2 separate regions of the Zea mays genome follow, and region 1 is linked to region 2. A link is a contact called in public Hi-C data. All regions are on one chromosome and are shown on one strand. Each heading gives the region's core, a stretch centred on a gene start, on an enhancer-like site or on the middle of the called end of the contact. The rest is flanking DNA. Distances are from core to core; before and after follow the strand shown. Region 1 holds the start of LOC100277379. Region 2 holds the start of LOC100284370 (gibberellin 2-beta-dioxygenase).

Region 1 (3,209 bases), core at 520-3,019, 460 kb after region 2:
AAATTATAACTAGTTTCATGATCACACGATCATGAATGATGAATCTGACATGTAGAACTTCCTTCTGTGCAGATATTGATGGGGGCACTGGAAAGGACATAGCAACTTAGTTCAACTAAGGAAGGATTCTAGCGTGAAATTGTCGGGCGGCGACTGTTGTAAATTTTGGTCATATAGGAACTCTAACCCAGTGCCATGCTGTTTGTCGTTTTGTCCACACAAGTGGTTGTCCGATATAGCACATGCTCCGATTTCATTTGTACAACTACCCGCAGTTGTGTAGGGTGCCGTGTTTGCCTAGTCGTCGAGCTGCAAGTTACCTCACATTGGAATTGGATAGGAGGAGACCTGAAACCTGGGGCAGTGAAACAAGTGGCGAGGTGAAGACCAGGAACCTGGCGAGCCTCGCCCTGTTGTAAGATGGTACGATTGCTATAGCCGTGTAATTTTTTTTTGTTGAATCAGTTTTCATTTTTAGTAAAAGGTTTGCATTGCCATTGATCGTCCTCTCTTGTTGCCCCGCCTCTCCTAGTTGAGCTGCTCATGTGTTCTAACTTTGCAACTGCTAGTCCATCTGATCCCTTTACTTTGCGATCGCCCTGAGCTGCTGAGAGTGCAGCAGTACACCTTGCAGTTGCAACGGTGAAGGAGAAGCATCTGACAGTTTGAATGGTGGAGAAGCGTCTGACGGTTTGAATGATGATCCTTATATACATTTGTGCCACCTATTCTCCTATGTTTCAGTTTTACGTTCCACTTCTTCTATATTTCACGTCCTAAAAAAATTTAAGATGATTTTAGATAATACTCTTTGTGCAACTAAATAATACTCTTATCCCATAAAATAAGACGTGCATGTTTTTTTAAAAAAAGTCAACGTAACTTTGACTAACAATTCAACCAAAAATGCATATTTTTTAGTGTATGTATGTTATATACCTGAATTTGTATTAAAAATGCTTTAACATGATGCTCATTGTGTATTTAATGATGGCATATTTTCAAAAAAAAAAATGGTCAAAGTTCTGCTTTAAAGACCATGCAAAAAAATAAAGTATATTATTATTATTACTACTATGGTTATTTGTTATTTGATTTTATATTGTAATATATTAAATATTTGTCGTTGTTTGGTTATAGAAATAACCCTTAGTTCCTGTCGTGTGTTTTCCTCTCTACGCGCATGTAGCAAGTGTTTCCAACGGCTAGCGAAATAAAATATTAGGGTGCGTTTGGTTCAATGTACAAGGAGGGATGGAATGAGGCCGCCACATTTTCTATAGTGTTTGGTTGAGAGTCAAGCGGGGGCGAGGTGAACACTGGAGTGATTTTTGGGAGCGGCGTGATCCCAAAAAATCGAGGAGACGATGTCGCCCCCGATTCATCCTACTTTGACCTCAAACCAAACATATTATTAATAATTTGAACCATGGTCTCTAGCAAGACCTTCCTTTATATAACTCATATTGGTTTGTATAGTAGAGAGAAACTATATATTAAATATGAAAATAGTAGTGATGCACGAGCAACTAACTAGTTGTTGATTGTTTTTGTAAATCCATCCTAGATCAAGTTTTGTCTTATTCTTGATTTTGCCTAGTTTTTTTATTCTTGCAATCGAAAATCGAATTGCAACAAGTATTTTTTTTAAAAAATAAACATGTGTAATAACCTTGGTCCGAAACGAACTTAAAATTCTGAGTCAGGCCTCAGGCAGTCAGGCATCTTGTTGATTGCGAAATCATTGAGGTTGGTTGGACACCTGGACCTGGACGAGAAGAACTCAACGAGAACGTGGGAGGACAAGACAGGAGGAGGCAGCCGGCGGGCGGCGGCGGCCCACGGGCACGGGCGCCACGGCCAAACGCGTGCGCCATCAGTCAAACTCCGCCCACGGACTCCCGTGACGTGGCCGGCGAGTGCGTTGGGGCCTTGGGGGAGCTGGCCAACGGTTCCGTTGTCGCTCCATCGCTGCCGTCCGCCACGCCATCCCCGACGGAAACTGCCCTGCCGCGGCTGCCTCACTGTCTGCCAGACTGCCCACCCGGCCCCGTCTATCCCTTGGAAAGTCAGACGAGAAAGCGTGCTGGGCACCGCAAGGAAAGCGACCACGAAACCGCGCGCCTCCTGCCTCTCCATCTTCTCCATATATACTACCTATCGACCGTGTCCGGCGGGCCGGACCTCTTGTCGTCTTGGTGCGCGCGCTCGGTTTCCCTTCCTTTTTCCCTCGCGCGCGGCCAACCTAGAAAGCGACGGCGGAGCCGGAGAGGGAAGGGGAGGCGGGCCGGCTGGTCAAGGGCGGACGATGTGCTGCGGCGGCGACGGGGAGTGCCGGCCGCTCGGGTGGCTCCTGGGCCTGCCCTTCGCGCTGCTCGCCGTCCTCGTCTCCTTCGTCGGCGCCGTCATCTGGATCATCGGGTGCGTGGTTTCCTTCTTGTTCGATCTTGCTCCCCTTTATTTTCTTCTTCTCCCTTCTCCCGTTAAAGTAAGCAGATTAACTGATAGCTTCAGTCCGTTTGGTCCGTGCATCCAGGCTGCCCATCTCGTTTATGCCCCTGCTGCCTCTGCGTGACGGTGCTGCTGGAGGTGGCCGTGGAGCTCGTCAAGGCGCCGCTCCATGTCATGACCTGGTTTACCTCCAAGATCCCCTGCTAGCTGTCCCCTGCTTTCTGCTGTGCGGATCATACATACATCTTGCTTTAGCCGGAGAGGTTGCTGTACTGTACTGTACTGTTGTTTCGTTTCGTCGTCGCTTGGTCCGTTCGTCCTAGTGCTACTTTGGGTTTCTGCGATTGATTTTTCAGACTAGCTTGTTCTTGAATTGAATGCATGGACTTGTGCTGCCAGCGCCCTGGCTAGCTACGACGATCAGATCAGCCGGCAGCCCGGCACACTGACTTTGGTCACGGCTGCCTTCATGGCGTAGGTTTTTGCGTGTGTTCCGCAGGGAATCCGCATGAAAATCCGTCTGAAATTGCGAGCGGAGCGGTTCCAGAATCCAAACTTGCAAGTTCCGCCTCCGCCTCCGCCGGCTGGGGCGAAGATTCCGCCGAGTGGGCCTGGGGGTCGCTTGGGTAGTTTGGATTTAAGCGACTGCTCCGCACTAGGCCAAAAGGCTCAACTTTCCTTCTCGGCCCATGCCCATTCTAAACCGTACTACCTACTCCGCTCCTAGGAGATTCAGGGTTCAAAACTGTATATCGAAC
Region 2 (3,148 bases), core at 408-2,907:
CGGGCATCACACTTGGGGCCTACTACCTAAGCATATGATCGTACGTGCATGCATGTGTACTCCGTTCGTACGTGCTAATCACGTACGTGTCGATCGTGAGCTCCATCGTGTTTGACGGATGCGGTTTGTTGTTGACTGATCGATCGAAAGATCTCAAGTACGGCTGGTGGCTGATTACTCATCATATATCGATCGAGATGCCTGGCTGACGATGGCACGTACGGTAAAAGAAAAGAATAATTAATACTGTGTGTAACAGTAAGCAGAGGCGGTATATATACCTGCAGGGTGTCGCCGACGTTGACGAAGAAGGCGTCCCCGTCGGGCGGGACGGAGGCCCAGGCGCCGTCCCGCAGCGCGATCTCCAGGCCGGAGGTGCCGTTGGCGCGGAGCACCGAGATGATCTGCGGGTCGGTGTGCTCGCCGAACCCCGTGAGGCTGGGGTTGAGCGCCGGCCGCGGCGGGTAGTGGTTCACCCGCAGCATGCAGTCGCTGTCCGCGCGCGCCACCAGCCGCGCCAGCACCGCGTCCCCGGCGCCGCCGGCGATGCCCAGCCCCTCCGCCATCAGCTCCAGCACCGCGCACGCCATCCGCCGCACCGCCACCGTGTACTCGTCCAGAAGGTCCCTGCGTCAGCGTGCGCGTGACACCGTACAGAAATGTTGTCAGGCAAACATGCATGGAAGCAGGCGGAAAGAAAAAAGATCACAAGGAACTCTTTCTTTTCCGTCTGGGTTTCTTCCTCTCTTTTTTCCTTCAAGAAAATGATGCCTCGAGGCTCGATCTAGCCAAGACGCAGATTGATATAGACGGGGACGGGCCACGGCCGGTGGGCCCGCTGCCACGACGGGCAGTCTCATCTTCCACCGTACAAATGTTCTTCCTTGTGTTACGAGCACGTGCGTATGCTTGGTGTTGTATTGCTCCACGTGACAGATTGCAAGCACGAGCAGAGAGCATGGAGCCAAGGAAAGGCAATGCAAATGGGTGCTATCTGCTATGTGTGTGCTGTGTGCATGTTTGTATGCAGGGCAGGCAAGCAGTCACGTATCAAAGGGAAACCAACAGGAGTCAGGACTCAGGAGGCAAGCGAAGCGAGATGCCGGTGCAACCTGCAACGCCGAGCGCCGGCACCGTTCTGCCCCGCTGCGAGTGGCGTCGACGACTCACCGTAACGGCCCGGCCGGCGCGGACGGCGACGGGGCGGCGGCGCAGGGCAATAATGCCGAGGAAGGCGCGGCGGCGGGTGTGCCACCGAGCAGGAGGTACTCGACCCAGCCGAGGTCGCCGTTGCCGCCGATGCGCTTGCTTCCGTACCCGAGCGTGGGGCCCTCCTCCTCCTTCTCGCCCTGCGGCCGCGCGAAGAACCCGGCCGCCGCGGCCTCCGCGGCGCGCACGAGTCTGGCCGGCACGCCGTGGCCCGTCACCCGGAAGAACCCGTGCTCCTCGCACGCCGCCACCAGCGCGCGCGCCGCGGCCTCGCGCGCGGGGCCCGCCGGGGCGGACAGGTCCACCGACCGCACGTCGGCCGGGGGCGGCTCTGCAGCCGGGAGGGCGATCTGCTCGAGCTCACCCTTGGCGAGGACCACCATGGCCGAGGAACGAAGCAGACTAGCAGAGGGAAGGGATGGGAAGAAGGTCGTCTGTGCACAGAGCGCGACAGCAAGAGTGCCGAGCGCGACAGCCTTTGTATAGACGCGGACGCGGGCGGAGCAGTGGCGCGCGGGGAAGTCCTCAGTCCTCACCGCAGCGTGGTGTGGTAATTCTGGCCGTACGATCAAGCATCGCTGGCCGAGATCACTGGCCGTACGTCTGATCTACAATGTAGAAACAGAAGTTAGTTACACGCAAGATGAACCATAACTTAGTTTGACAAGAGAATGTTTGCTATTGTTAACATTATGTCTAGATGGTACAACATTATTCTTTTTCATGAAACAACGTCTTCTTGAACATAGTTAAGTCTCTAAGGCTGTGTCTAAATGTCTAACAGATTTTATGTATACAGGGCCGTGCCGACAAAATCCGAGGCCCTGTACAGATTTTAAAATAAGACCTCTTTACTAGTCGAGGACGTTAGATATCGGTGAACAAAACATCGTAAAATTGCAGGTATGCGGGTTATGGCTAAACTCATTCCTCACGTCATGGAATAAAAGCATACGTACAGACATATTAATAAAGAATTAGAGATGTTTGAATGCATTAAAGCTAATAATTAATTGACTGAAAATTGCTAGCTAACAAATAGCTAGCTAACCATTAGTTAATTTACTAAAAGAGGTTAATAGCCGAGCTATTAGCTATATTGTTTGAATGTCTTTAGCTAATTTTAACAGCTAACTATTATCTCTATTGCATTCATACTAATTGGCAAAGTGATCCGACATTATATTAACATTTTTTCAATTTTAATGTGAAGACAAGGTGGAACCAAAACAACTTGTGTTTTTATATAGTACAAAAATAGACTATTATATAAATGTACTGTAAATTTACACATTTGGAGGCCCTAAATATTTAGGGGCCCTGTTCCGGTGCACAGCCCGCACCCGCACGTCCTCTGGCACGGGCCTGTATGTATATGGCAGTGGAAAATATTGTTTGAAATAGGAGATAAAATATGATAGAATAATATTATGTTTTCCTTTAGCAACATCTTGATTTCAGGAGCTCTCCCCCTTTGAAATAGGAGATAAAATCAGTGATCTATATAAAGAATAGGTTTTAACTCGTAGGGTCGATCGATAGTCTTTTAGCAATTCAATTAACATGATACCAAAGCTAAGGAAACATTTTTAGAATATCTCTACCATAACTTCCATTCCTTCTTCCTAGGAATGACAATTTAACTTGCAGCACCGACGGGTGCGGGTAAGTGTGAAGGTTTTGAATCGCGAGTACCCCGCACCTAATATGAAGTTTCGTGGATGTGGATACGAGTTTTTATTTTAACCCATCGGTGTCCCGCACTTGACCCAGAGTTTTGAAGGCGTGAGTACATGTTTCTATTTTAACCCGTGGGTGATCCACACCGATCCGAAATTTAGTTCATTCTTTATTATGTGCAAAAATGATTAAGATACAATAGAAAAATGTTTTGAATAAGTAACTTAGCTAATCATTCATGAAATGTTTTGTGGCTGCT

The links. Hi-C and Micro-C count contacts between places; a contact is called where the count stands out from the background.
Region 1: a contact with region 2 is called in a Hi-C map of ear, with 3 times the contacts expected there. The contact joins the promoter of LOC100277379 here to the promoter of LOC100284370 in region 2. A contact is called at or near these places in 2 of 25 Hi-C or Micro-C datasets (bundle sheath and ear).

Annotation. Positions count from the first base shown.
Region 1 is chr8:25,172,900-25,176,108 of Zm-B73-REFERENCE-NAM-5.0, forward strand. It overlaps LOC100277379, which reads left to right and starts at 1,770. Exons shown (of 2, transcript XM_008657550.4): 1 at 1,770-2,421; 2 at 2,537-2,849. The coding sequence starts at 2,309. The coding sequence ends at 2,774. It overlaps LOC100274451, which reads left to right. Exons shown (of 5, transcript NM_001148810.1): 5 at 73-499.
Region 2 is chr8:24,717,459-24,720,606 of Zm-B73-REFERENCE-NAM-5.0, forward strand. LOC100284370 (gibberellin 2-beta-dioxygenase) reads right to left here and starts at 1,658. Exons shown (of 3, transcript NM_001371985.1): 1 at 1,171-1,658; 2 at 282-627. The coding sequence starts at 1,592.